Regions from separate parts of the Sus scrofa genome. Here region 1 is linked to region 2. Evidence: chromatin contacts called from public Hi-C data. All regions are on one chromosome and are shown on one strand. The core of a region is the stretch at or near the end of the contact, and the rest is flanking DNA. Distances in the headings are between cores, read along the strand shown. Region 1 holds the start of APRT (adenine phosphoribosyltransferase). Region 2 overlaps CBFA2T3 (protein CBFA2T3).

Region 1 (6,210 bases), core at 745-3,244, 82 kb before region 2:
GGTGTTGGGCGGGCAGCTGTGTGGCAGGGCAGCACTGTTGTACCCATGGGTCAGGACTGGACAGTGACAAGCAGCTATCACCACACAGGACGTGTGCCTTTGTTAGCTCCAAAGGTAAGGCCTATGCCACCCCTCGCTTGGGAACGCTGGTGCTACCACGCACAGGGCGCGCTGGGGGCTGGTGAGCGGAGCTCGGGAGCCAGGCGGGGGCCATCCCAGTGCTTGGTAAACAGCTGTGTGGCCTTGGGCGAGTCCCTGACCCCTCTCTAAAGCTCAGCGGCACACCAGAGGTGGCTGCTAGCTGAAAGGCAGGGAGGGTCTGCCCCAGGAGCTCCCGGTCCAGGAGAGGCAGTGACCGGGCACCGGCACCGGGGTGGACCGAGCTGTGAAGGGGAAGCTCAGGGCCTCGGCCTCGCCCAGGAATGCGGGGAAGGCTTCTGGAGGCAAGAGTCCGCCACAGGATTCGCCAGTCGCAGCCTCTCCCTGCCTTCAGGCCAATACGGGGGCCCCTCAGGCCCTCCGGGAGCGACCGGAGGATCAGGGGCGGGGCGCTCAAGGAGGGACACCACCTGCCAGGGTCCTCCCAGGCCTGGGCTTGCCTAAAACCTTCCACCGGGGCGAGGGTCTGCGTGCGCGCAATACGCGATGACAGAAGGGGAACGGGAAAGCGGGCTGGCCCCGGTGGATTCTGGGCACATTCCCAGGGCAGTTCCCTGCGGCCCCACCTTTCCAGGGCTGGGGACCGGGAACCCGGGGGTGCGGGGCTACCACCCCTCTCCGAGCTGCCAGGGGGGGCAGCAGGCCTGTTATGACAACCCACACGCCTTCGCGGCCCCGGCGGGTTCCCCGAAGGACCCCCGACACGCCGCCCCCGTCCTCCCGCCAGCAGAAGCGGTGGGACCACCCTCCCCGCGCCTGCCCTGCCCAAGAAAAAGAGCCCCCGATGCTGCGCCCTCACGGGGCGTGACAGCGGTGAGCAGCCGCGGGGACCCGGCGGACGCCGGCCGCTCCACTTGCCCGCGATGTAGTCAATCCTGCCCCCGTGGGCCTTTTTCAGGTGATTCGCCAACAGACTGATGGAGGCGCGGAAGGAGTCGGGGTCCTTCAGGAGAGGCGAGATATCCCTGGCACGCAAGGACGGGCTTGGTGACTCTCAAGCCCACGCGGAACCCCCCGCGCCCCGACAGCCCGGGCCGCGCAGCCCCACGTGGCCCGGCTGCCCGTACCTGAACAGCACGCCGGGGACGGGGAAGTCGGGGAAGCTGCGGATACGCCGCGCCACTAGCTGCAGCTCAGGATCCGCCATCGCCGCGTTCGCGCGTGTCCTGAGCACGAGCGGCGGGCCCGGCGGCTCCGCGCCTGCGCAGGAGGGGTGGGCGGAGCGCCAGGGGCGCGGCGGGGCGCGAGCTCCGCGATCCCGCGCCTGTGCGGAAGGAGCGGGGCTGGGCGCCACGGGGAGGGGCTGCGCCCGAGGGGCGGAGCCCGCCGGCCCCTGGAGGAAGTACCGTATTTCATCGAATCTCAGGTGCCAGCCTTTTTGAGACTCGAGCTAGTTTCCTCAGAGGCGTCTCCGCCCCAGGGACGTCTGCGCGGGCCCGGCCGGGCTCTCGGGGAAAGCCTCATCAGGTTTTGTCCGAGTCGAGGGCGCTTGCTCGCAGGTCTTTGGTGTGGTTACGGCCGGCACCCCAGGTTTCGGGCGGGCACCGGCTTTCCCTTCCCTCCCGGGTCTCGGCTCAGCGCCTGCAGCGTTCTGCGAGGGGGGCGCGCGCACGGGGCGGATTGGCGGGGAGGCGGGGCGCATTCCGGGCGCGTGTGCACACAGGGCACGGCCCGGGCCTTCCCCCAGGAGCGCGCCGAGTGCCTGGGGAACCGAGGAGGGGTTCAGAGCAGGAGAGCGGTGCGGAAGCCTGAGGGGAGGGCCCGAGGCGGTGAGCAGTTCGAAGGACCAATGGCCTGGGCAGGGGCGAGGGAGAAGTGGAAGCCCTTCCCAGACCTGCTGGACTCTTGGGAGAGCGGGGGAGCGGGGGAGTGGGGGGGATGCTTGGCCCGGCCCACTCCAGCCCCCACCATACCAGAGGCAACAACTGCCCCCAAAGCGCATCTCACTAAAAAGAAAACAAACCAGAGCTAAAATGCCTGTTCCTGTATTCTAGAACTGCTTTTTCAAAATTTCCCAAGTCTTAAAAACAGCAGAGTTGGCCTGACAACCTGCAGAATGGAAATATGGTCCCCAGGCTTTCAGGGTGGGGTGGCTGGAGTCTGCACAGACCTGCCCAGGCTCATCGTCAAGCTTTGCCACCCTGGGCTCAAGGGGAGGAGGGCAAGCAGGGCAGCTGTGAGGCACTGACAGGCCCAGAGTGTGCTGGCGTCAGGGGTGAGGTGGTGGCATCAGCTGTCCCCACCGGCCTCGGGAAGCCTTGGCTGCCGAGGATCCAGGTCAGGGAGGATCTTGGTCTGCTCCCCCGTCCATGTTCACAAACCCCCATCATGGGGGGTGGGGCCAGGGCACCCCCCCTGCATAATGGCAAGGGGTGACACAGGACTGGCACAGCTACCCTCCTTGACACCACGGACTGCTGGGGCAGCCAGAGCAAGTCACACGCTCTGGGCCCTGGATCGGTCCGGCCAGGAAGGCAGGTGGAGCAGAGGGGGAGCCTGTGAGACAGGCAGCATCTGGTTCAGGGGCTGATGGCGGCCAGAGGTGGCAGAATCAGGCAGCCTGAATCCGGCAGGCTGAGAGGGAGTGACTCTAGGGCCCGGGCTCGCGCAGGCATGGCCTTGCAGGTCCCGCTGCTGGCTGCAGGTGGCGCAGGCTGGCACTGGGCAGGGCAGAGGGCAGCCCTGGAGCCCAGAGGCCAGAGCCTCTGGCAGCTGCAGGTCTGGGGAGATCCCGGACGTGGCTTCAGCCCAGCAGGTGCTAGTGGGGCCAGGAGCATTTTTCCGGGACAGATTCCGGGGGCGTGAGGCACTTCCCCAGCTTTTCACAGCCCGGGGGCGCCCAGTTCTGGGGAATGAAAATTCAGAAAGAGAACATGCAGTTAATTTAAGCCCTTCTGGACTCAGCAGTTCCCATTCCTGCCCCACCTCCACAGCTGTGGGGTGCAAGCCAGCGGGCACCGCCTGGAAGCAACCCAGCGCCTGAGGCCGGCGCAGCAGCCAGCAGCCCGCTGTTAACGGCCGTCTGCTGCTGAACAGGAGGGGTGAGCAAGCTGCGCACAGCCTCGGCCTCCACGGCCGCTGTAGCAGAGAAGGAGCCAGGCTGCTGAGGCGCTGGCCCAGACTTCCCAAGGAAAACTCTGCAGGCTGGGCCCGGATGCCCAGGGAGAGACTGCTTGTTGTGTGAGGGCTCCCCAGCACCTTCCCGGGCACACCTGCTTTGTGTGGCGATGTTTTCCCCGCAACGAAAGGGAACTCTCATGCCCCCGGGGAGGAAGCCCTCGTGGTGTCGCCTCGTCCCCCCTACCCAGGTGTCCCCGTCCACAGTCATCCATAGAACGGTCCCCGGCCAGGCCCTCAGAGGCTCCTGTGTTACAGAATCGGAGCTTCGGAGCCGGCGAGAGCCATGGGTCACGCCCTCTCCTGCCCTGGATGGTGCCAGGTGGCCCTGGGGTCACGCAGGCCACCCTGCAGGGCCGGATGTAGATCAGGAAGCAGAGCAGAGGGGGGCAGCGAGGGCGCAGGAAGCGGGGCTGGCGTCACGGAGGGGGTCTGCTGCAGCCCTGGGAGCAGAGGACACCACCGGAGCCCTCGCCGGCTGCTCCGGATAAGCGAGCGGGGCTAAGCAGGACTCAAGCGGGGCAGGGGACCGGGGAGGCTTTGCGGCGCACACGCCCACTCGGGGCGGAGGCCGTGCGCCTCTCCAGGGGCAGCGCTCACTTCCGAGCCTGAGCCCAACCTACCGACTGGGGTCTTCCGCCCACTTGGGGAGGGGGCTCCGCTTTCCCGGCTCGGGGGCGGCCGGGCTGCGGCAGTTCCCGCCTTGCCCAGGAGGTGGCGGCAGCGCCCCTCCCGTCACTAAAACCCCTCCGATCTGTGAGCCACCAAGCGGCTCCGCGGGAGATGGCGGTCTGGGGTGGGGACAACATTGCTTCCCAGGGGACAGCCTGGCTCGGAAGGGCAGAGGTCTCTCAGGCTCTTGGCACCTCAGGGACCTCCTGCTCCACGACGGCGAATTCAGGCAGCAATGCCTGCCTGGGGGACAACAGCCACCAGGCCACCCTCAGCCATCCACACTCCGCTCCTCCTCACCCCCGTTCTAACGTCAACCTCCGTTCAGTGCCCCCACCACACGCACCCACCCTGCACTGCCCCGTCCCTTCCTGCTTCAAGGCAGCAGGTTCCAACTGGCCTGGCTGTGCCAGGCCTGCAGCTTCAAGGGTGCTCACAGCGCCAGGCGGGTCTGCGGGGGACAGGGCGGGGCCGGAAGGCTGGAAGCAGGGCTAAGCCACTGACTTTGCTCTGCGGGTTTGGGGGCTGCTGAAGCTTCCAATGCGGGGACAGGGGGCCATGCAGACAGCCCCGTTACAGGACGGACCTGTGGGCAGGCCCCCATGGGGTGTGATGCGGTCAAGGCAGGGACCTGTGTTCCTGACCTGGGAGGTGGCCAACCCGTTGGCCACACACCCGGCCATCCACCAAGCGCGTCCACACCCCACAGTCCCACAAGGATTTGGCTTGTCCCACACTTGCAGAGGGCCCAGCGCCCTGGTGCTCCTCCTGTGAGACCAGGAGGGACATGAGGCACCCCGCCTTTGGAATCAGCTCTGCACGGCGCTGGGTCCTGCCAGGCTGCCCAGGACCCCTGCACCTGTGGGGCAGGCTGTGCTTCTGGGAAGCATTCGGGGGCCAGACTCACTGCAGTTCCAGATGGCTTTTTTTTGGGGGGTCTTCTTAGGGCTGCTCCCGGGGCATGTGGGAGTTCTCAGGCTAAGGGCTGAATCAGAGCTGTGGCCACCAGCCTACGCCACAGCCACAGCAATGCGGAATCCAAGCCACATATGCAACCTACGCCAAAGCTTGTGGCAACACTAGATCCTCAATCCACTGAGCGAGGCCAGGGAACCGCCCACGCCCTCACGGAAACTCCCTAGGGGGCTTCTTGTCGAAGGTGCAGGTGACGCTCTGGGGGCCGCATCCCAGGCATAAGCCGCTTACCATGACTGCCGGGTTGCACACGTTGAGCTGGGGCTGCCCGGGAACCAAGGACTCCTGGTGCTGCTGGACAACCAGGGTGATCTTGCGAAGGGCATCCAGGTACTCGGTGCTGGCAAAGCTGCGGGACAGGGGCACGAGGTCACCAGGGTGGAGGGAAGGACAGGGAGGCCGGGTGGGGGAGCCTGGGGACCAGCTCCGTTTTGTGGTCCAGCATCCAGCAGCTCTGGGGAGAGCGGCTGCGGCTGGGCCCCACCTTGTCCCACGTGGCTCTGGCAGGAGCCGTGTGCCCCAGGAACCCCCAGCAATTGAGGGTTCAGGCAGAGCCACGTGACCAGGACAGCAAACATGACTCTTCAGCCTGCTGTTCATTGGGAACCGCCAAGGGCACTGCCAAGCGCTGCAGCGTCCTGAGCCACTCAGGGTTCCTTTTCATCCCTGTAGCCCAGGTTCATTGCTCTCTGAGTAGCTGCCCCAATCACCATGTCTGGTGTGCCCGAGCCCTGGATTTGCACCCACGTGTGTCCCAGTTGGGGCACCAGCCGCGTCCCATCTCTCCAGAGTCTGGTGCAGCAGGGCACACTTTGGGAAGTAGGGGTGTGACAGGAGCTGGGGAGGCTTTGTGTTCATGCCAGGCCCTCTTTTTTTTTTGGTCTTTTTTTGCCATTTCTTGGGCCGCTCCCGCAGCATATGGACATTCCCAGGCTAGGGGTCGAATTGGAACTGCAGCCACTGGCCTATACCAGAGCCACAGCAATGCGGGATCTGAGCCGCGTCTGCAGCCTACACCACAGCTCACGGCAACCCTGGATCCTTAACCCACTGAGCAAGGCCAGGGATCGAACCTGCAACCTCATGGTTCCTAGTAGGATTTGTTAACCACTGTGCCACAACGGGAACTCCCAGGCCCTCTTATAGGGGCGGCGACCCTGAACAGTCACGGGGTCTCATGGGGAGTGCAGGCCCAGTGACCGAGGATTTCGGGAGGTGCCGAGGTGGGGCAGAGGTGCCAGCTGCGGGCAGGGGTGGCACCGTGTCAGGAAGCAGTGTCAGCACCGC
Region 2 (6,808 bases), core at 2,041-4,540:
GTCTATGTGTAGTGACAGTCCAGCAGATGGCGGTGAGCCGGGGTCCTGGGATCGAGTCTCATCTCTTGGGCCTTGGCTGGTCTGCCACGTGGACACTGCCTTCGGCCCCAGGCTGCAGGGCCCTGGGCAGGGCCTGTCTGTCCTGACACGGGGGCTGGCCTCACCTGAGCCTGGTCACCCTTCACACACCCCTCGGGTTGCCGTGTGGCTGCGCTGGACACGGCACGCACCGCTGCAGTGGCGGCGTGTCTGGAGTCCAGGCCGGCCACGCGGCTCCCCAGGGCATACAGGGCAGCTGCCCCTGCCACACTCAGGCAGAGGGCACTCTTCCTTCTCCTGCCTGGCTTCAGACCCGCACACGCACGCGTGCTGTGCACAACGACACCAGGGCTCCTGAGCAGGTAACATCCACACCGGTCCCCAGAGGGGCTGCTCCCGCTCCGGGCAGGGGCCTCCCCGCAGCCCCGCTTCCTCACCAAGGAGCCCTTTCCCGGGACATGCCTGCCCTGCCCCCGACACGCTGAGTGTCTCGCAGAAGGGGCCTGTCCTGCACGTCCTGGGATGGAGACGCGACGTGGAGAGCAAGAGGTGGCGGCGCTGCGGGCCGAGCGCGCGGCCCAGACTGACCAGGACGCTCGCCACCTCCAGGCCCGCGTCGCCTCCTCATGGCCGTTTGGATGTCGCCTCCTCATGGCCATCTGTCTCGCCACACCTGCCCCCCAGGACAATCTCCAAATGCAACCTGAGCAGCCCCACCCCACCCAGCCCGGCTCGGGGGGCTCCAGGGGCCAGTCCCTCCGGTCCATCGAACCCGCAGTCCCCCCGTCGGGCTTCACCCCCGGCCTCCGCTGCAGGTGCCCTCCCTCCTGCTGGTGGCGTGTCACCTCCACAGGGTCGTCCCCAACGACACACCTCACAGTGCCATATGCCTGTACCCCCAGTGCCACCACAGCCCCGCCTTTGCCCCGCTCCGTCCGACACGGATGACCAGCCGACCAACGGGGGTTCCTTTTCCCCACGCGGCCACAGTCCCCAGTGCCCGTGCCCGCCCTGCCCGTGGGAGAGAAGCGGGCACTCAGAGCTTCTCAGTGGGACATGGCCTTGGGGCCCAGAGCGCGTGGCCAGCGCCACCCTCTAAGCTATGAATTGAGCGAACAAAACTCCAAACATTTATTTATTTACTTATTGCTTTTCAGGGCCGCACCCGCGGCAGATGGACCTTCCCAGGCTCGGGGTTGAGTCAGAGCTGCAGCCCCCGCCTGCACCACAGCCACAGCCACGCGGGACCCGAGCCGTGTCTGCGACCGACACCATAGCTCACAGCAACGCCGGATCCTTAACCCATAGAGCGAGGCCAGGGATTGAACCCGTGTCCTCATGGACACTAGCTGGGCGCGCTTCCACTGAGCCACAACCGGAACTTCCCAAACTCCAAACTTCTGTGAAGCCTCTGGACCATCCAAAGAAACGCCTGCACCTAAAGAGGCCATCGAGGAGCAGGGGGACTCTCCAGGCACGTCCACCTGGACCCCCGGGAGTCACCTGGGCAGAGAGCAGGGGGCAGGCAGACCGGCGGTCGTGGGCCGCGTGGACAGGGGCTCAGCCCAGACCCCGGCCCCGAGCCTTCAGAAGCCCAGGCCTTCCCCGCGTAAAAGCAGTGCCTGCAATGCCAGCCCGTCTGCTCCAGCAGACAGCCAACTCCAAAGCAGGGCGCCGTCACCCACAGCAGGCGCCTGCTGCCGCACAGCGAGAGTGCGGGTGGCACCTCACGCCCTTTACCCTCCTCCCAGACGTCCTCTCCACCCGTCCACGTCTGTGTGGCCGGAACAGTCTGGTGGGCACCAGTTGGCACCCGGATGCCGGCCCTACCCCCGCCCAGCTCAGCCAGCTCAGGGGTGAGCCCTGCCCCTACCGGGCCTGGGCAGCCAAGGCCCCGCCGTGACATTGCGAGGAAAGGGCCCAGCACTCCCCGTGCTCGTGGGTCCGGGCTGGCCCAGGGCAGGCTCAGGAGCCCAAGAAGTGGGTGGGGATGGCACTGGCCGTGCGGGGACCCAGGTGTGGCGCAGACACAGAGGCTCTGGGCTCAGACAACCTGGGCTCCTGAGCTGGAGTCCCCCTCGGCCACCAAGCAGCTGGGTGCCTGACGCCCGCAGCCTGCTTCCCCCCGCCCCGTGAAAAGGGAAGGGAGTGGAGCATGGCCCCCAGCCCCCACCCCCGCCCAACTTGGCTCTGAGCCTGCTGTGCCCGCATGTGTGAGAAGGGGGAGGCCTGGGCTGCACTGGAGGGCACGGCCTCCGCCTCCGGATCACCCGGTTTGGGCAGGAGGACGCAGGTGCGGGGAGGGTTAGCCACCTGCACAGGGCAGGCTGGGAACTGGAGGAGCAAGGGTTTGGGTGGCACCCGGTGCCACCCCAGCAGTGAGACCTGGACAGCACTGAGTGTCCTCCAGAGATGGGGCGTGACACATCCACGAGTCAGAAACCAGCCGGATACATGTGATCTTTCACCCTCGTCAAAGCCCGAGGAGGGAGAGCCAGTGTGACTGCGTCCTGCATTAAAGCCCTAGACTCAGAGAGGGTGAGGGCTTTGCTGATGGTCACACAGCTTCTGGGAGGGGAATCAGGATTCAGATCCAAGCAGTAGGGCTCGGAGAAGCCAAAGGCAGTGTCCTGCCCCTCCCCACAGCCTTGGGGACAGAGCAGAGGCTCCCCGAGGTGGACGGAGGAGGTGGCCTCCTCAGGTCCGGAGGACCCCCGGCCCTCTGGCCTCTCAACCCCGCCCCCACCGGGCTGGAAGAGGGGCCAGAGTGGACAGAGGCCTCTCCCTGGCTTCACCCTGGCTTCCCTGGGTGCTCTCGCGTCAGGACCACCAGGCGAGCACCTCCCTGTGGGTCCCATGTGGGCGGGGCCCAGGGCTGTCGGGTACACGAGGAGCCCTCCTAGCTGGATGGCGGGGGTCGCGGGAACAGCTCCCCTCCTGCTCTGTCGGCAGCCGTGCTCCCCACACCCGCTCCCCTGGGAACTTTCCTCTGCCCGAGTCAACAGAAGGACACCCAGGGCCAGAATCCTCCCCAAGCCTGCTCCTGCCACGGGCCCCATGCTCCCGCCTTGGGGGCAGCCTGGGGTACCCCAAACACCCAGGGCCTGTGGGTGAGCAGCAGGGGGCCCGCAGGGCCTCTCCCGGAGACGTCTTCCTTATTGCAGCCAAGTGCGTCTCAGCTTCCCTTCCACTGACAGCTGGCTCACCGCGCGGTTCCAGGACGACAAAAGAGAAGGCCCGCTTCTGTTTTATGGCTGCAGGAAACGGCTGCACACAGCACGCCCTCCGGGGCTCCACCCAGCGCGGCACCCCCGCCCCGGGGCTGTGAATGCAGAAGCGCGAACTGGGGGCCCAGGTCTCCCCACGTTCCTCACCCTGAGCTCCCGCCCCAGCACCTCGCCTGGGTCTCTCCACCGAGGCTACGAGGGGGACGTCCAGCCCCAGAATTTCGTTCCAGACGAAAAGCCCATGTTGGCATCTGTGTCCTTGGCTTGGGGACCCTGCTCTCTGCACTGCCACATCCAGGCCACACCAAGCAGAGTCCCGGCCTCGGAGCCACAGGGCAGAGAAATCAGGTGCCCCGTTTGCCCAGAAGTCTGGGAGCCTGATGCCCAGAAAGGACTTGGAGGTGTGGTCCACTGTCTCCAAGTCCTGGGGTGACCCGGAGCCTCAGGGCCGGGCCGGCGAGCACTGATGCCCAGAACACGCAGCGTGGTGCCCGCTCAGTCTGGCCCCGACGCCGCTGACCCAGTCTCCCAGGACACGGTCCAAAGAGGAGCCTGGGCCAGTGGCTCTGAGCTGCCCCCAGTGGGCGTGGGCCCTCAAAGGCCACAGCCCAGAGGGACAGCTACCCATCCCAAGCTTCGGGCCTCCTCTGCCCCTCCCCCAGACACACAGGCTCAAGGCAGGAGGACGCCCGATACGGGGGGGCTCTAAGTGAGCACGCCTGCAGCCCCCACACTGGCCGTCTGCAGTCTGATCGTGGTGGAAAGCTCCAGCAGCCTGTCCTGGCTCCGTCTGCGAGGGTGGCACCTGCCTCTGGTGAACTGCTCCTGGCCTCAGTGGCCCCGGCTGGAGAATGGAAGAGCCAGGACGCCCACCTTCAGGGTTGCCCCGAGGTCAAAGGAGGAAGCAGCTGCCACAGGCGTGTGAGCTTCTCTCGGTGCCACCTTATCATCTCCCTACCCCCTGCCTGCAATGACGGTCCCTGAAGCAGCAAAGGGCGACAAGAGCCTTCCTGGACCAGTTTCGTCTGGGAGCTACAACTGTGGCCACGTTCCAGCATTTACAAGTTAGAGAGTTCGGCCGGCCCACCTCCACCCCTCAGGTCTGGGGGGCAGCACCAGCTGCCCAAGAGCAATGCCACATGGAGACACCCGGTCACAACAGCCAGACAACATCCAGTGGCTGCTAGAGGGCCTTGGATGACAACCACCCCCCTCCCAGGGTGGTGGGGGGAGGGGCTGCCCTGAGCGTCCTTGACCCAGAGAGGGCGCGGTGCCCTCCCTCCCCAGCCCTGATCCCAGGCGGCCCCGGCCCCAGGTGACGCCACTGCCTGATGTCAGTCACAACTGCTTCCCACGTGCCTGAGGCTGCACGCAGGTGAGGGCTCTGCCACCTGGGGCCTTGTCAGCAGCCAGCAGGTGTGGGAGGAACGCTGGCAGGGCGAGGGCCACAGACAAAGGGAGGCCAGGCAGCCGCTGCTGATGGGACAGAAGCAAGGGCCGCACTCGGGCCTGGAAGCCCCTGCGGGATGGGCAGCCTGCAACTCCCTGGGCATCAGTGAAACCCGAACGTCCCACCATCCGGCAGGCTGTCCCCAGACCTGGACAGTGAGCGAGAGCGCAGTGTGCGGCTGCGCAGAGGGCCTGGCCCCCGGGAGACCAGCCACTCTCGGGTGGGACCCGTGCAGCAGTCAGGGTGCAGCTGCCCCTGGGAACACCCCTTCCCTCCCAGGGCGCCACTAATTAAGCACCTACTGTGTGCCAGCTCTTCTCCAGGCCCACGTCCTGGATTCCAAACACACACACACTGACCGGCGAGGGAATTCGGAAGAATCCAATTCACCCACCCTCCCCCGTTGCCCAGACCCGCGCTCCAAGCTGGCCCCCGCGGCAGCCCTGCTGGCTTGGAGCTTCTGGATTAGTGACCAGGCCTGCCGGCGTCTCCAGATCCTTGCGTAGGAAGGAAAATTAATTTCTTCCAGTCATGCAGAAATGAAAGTACGTGGGGCCAAATCGGAGCGATTTCCTGGAGGTGGTAACCTGATTTACTGGGATAACCCAGGGACAGAGGCCGGGCTGGTGGGTGGCCCGAGGCAGCCCCAGAGGGCCCTGGAGGAAGGCGTCCCCTCAGACCCTCCAGCTTGCCGGCCCTAGCTGGGCTTCTGAGCAACCCGGTACCATGTCGCTTCCTGCCACCAAACACAGATCAAGGCACCTCCAGAGAGAGCAGGATTCCGCCAGAAAATGAGGCCTAGTGGGTCTCCCCCTCCCCAGCCTGCCAGCTCCCGGGGGCACGGCGCGCCCACCTGTCCCCGTGCTCAGCATCCCACCCTCTCTTCCTTCCGTCCGACCAGAGCGGCCTGGCAAGAGGGAGCGGGCTGTCGGCTGCACAGCACAGAACCCACTGCCTCCCGGGCCCCCCATCTAGAGGACAGAAGGCGGAGGTGCGGTGACAGAGCGAGACCCCAGCGCCTGTCACACGGCCAACCCTCAAGGCAGGCACCCAGGAGTGTGGCAGAGCCTTCCTGCCCCTGCCCAAGAAGGGTCGCCGGAGTCTGCCTGGCGTTCAGGGCGGGAGCAGGCAGACCCCCTGGGGCCCAGCCTCAAGAAGTTTCTCAAATCTTGTGGCAACTATCAAGAGCGACGCAGGGACAGAGAAAACAGCTGCCTCCCTTTGTCCCGGCCACAACCCGTCCTCTGAGGGCGGCCACCCTGGGAACCTCCTGTTTCTGGGTCCAGGAAACACACGCCCAGTTAGACGTAATGGTTTGGCGTCCTGGCCACGGGTCAAAGTCGGGCCCTGACGGTTGCTCAGAACCCCCACCGAAGCACAAGCTCTCGGTTCTCAAGGGAAACAGTTCCCTCCCTGGCCTCTGGAACAGGCCTGAGGTCCGCCAGCCTCAGGCCAAGGCGGGGGGGAATAGTTTGTTTTGGGGGGGCGGTGGCAAGGGTCTGCCCACCCCTGTGAGGGGGCTCGCGGTTCCCATGGGCCGGGCGGAGGGACAGCCTGGGGCTGTGTGTTCTGAGCCGAGGGCTGGAGAGCGTGCCTGGCCACCAGCCCCGCTGCCTTCTGCTCCACGTAACCCGGTCTAGAGCTGAATTTCCAGCCATCTGGCCCTCCCCGCCGTTCCCACAGCCTGGCTCCCGGCCTGCCCAACATGCAGATGGACGGTCCCCAAAGCCTGTGAGCAGAGCCACGGCCACCGGGCTGCGCCCACCGCCCCCCAGGCTGTCAAGACCCATTGCTGCTGTTTAAGACCTGCTCCCCGCCCCAGAGAGAGGGCGGGACCCCCGGGGATCTCTGGGCAGACTTCAAGCTGAAAAATGCTGAACTGCTGCTGCGCTGAGCAGCCCGTCCAGGGACCAAAACAAGAGGGGGAGGGGCTAGAGGGAGCTCTGGCCCTCCTCCCCAGCCTGGCCACAGGCGCCCCCACCCCTCCGACGGTCACACTCTGTTGCCCCCCCACCAGTGCCCTGTCACCTGGCCGGGGTCTCTTTGTGGGGAAGCACCGGCACCGCAGGGGAACCTGCAGGACTCCCCACCT

Evidence for each region. Hi-C and Micro-C count contacts between places; a contact is called where the count stands out from the background.
Region 1: a contact with region 2 is called in a Hi-C map of mesenteric adipose tissue, with 2.0 times the contacts expected there. The contact joins the promoter of APRT here to the enhancer-like site in region 2. A contact is called at or near these places in 1 of 5 promoter capture datasets (fetal skeletal muscle), 6 of 47 Hi-C or Micro-C datasets (fetal skeletal muscle, heart right ventricle, mesenteric adipose tissue and 2 more) and 2 of 2 datasets of contacts at active chromatin or transcription factors (alveolar macrophages and skeletal muscle).

What each region holds. Positions count from the first base shown.
Region 1 is chr6:886,056-892,265 of Sscrofa11.1, reverse strand. APRT (adenine phosphoribosyltransferase) reads right to left here and starts at 1,994. Exons shown (of 4, transcript XR_002344435.1): 1 at 1,227-1,994; 2 at 1-1,124. It overlaps GALNS (galactosamine (N-acetyl)-6-sulfate sulfatase), which reads right to left. Exons shown (of 14, transcript NM_213955.1): 13 at 5,155-5,272; 14 at 2,129-3,004. The coding sequence ends at 2,918.
Region 2 is chr6:804,858-811,665 of Sscrofa11.1, reverse strand. All of the region lies in intron 1 of CBFA2T3 (protein CBFA2T3), which reads right to left. Among named protein-coding and RNA genes, the nearest start is that of CBFA2T3, 29 kb to the right of the region's middle. Within about 2 kb of position 3,290, at least 13 of the 83 cell types and tissues checked have an H3K27ac peak or open chromatin away from gene starts, as enhancers often do. A contact at or near this core is called in mesenteric adipose tissue, where this site is marked.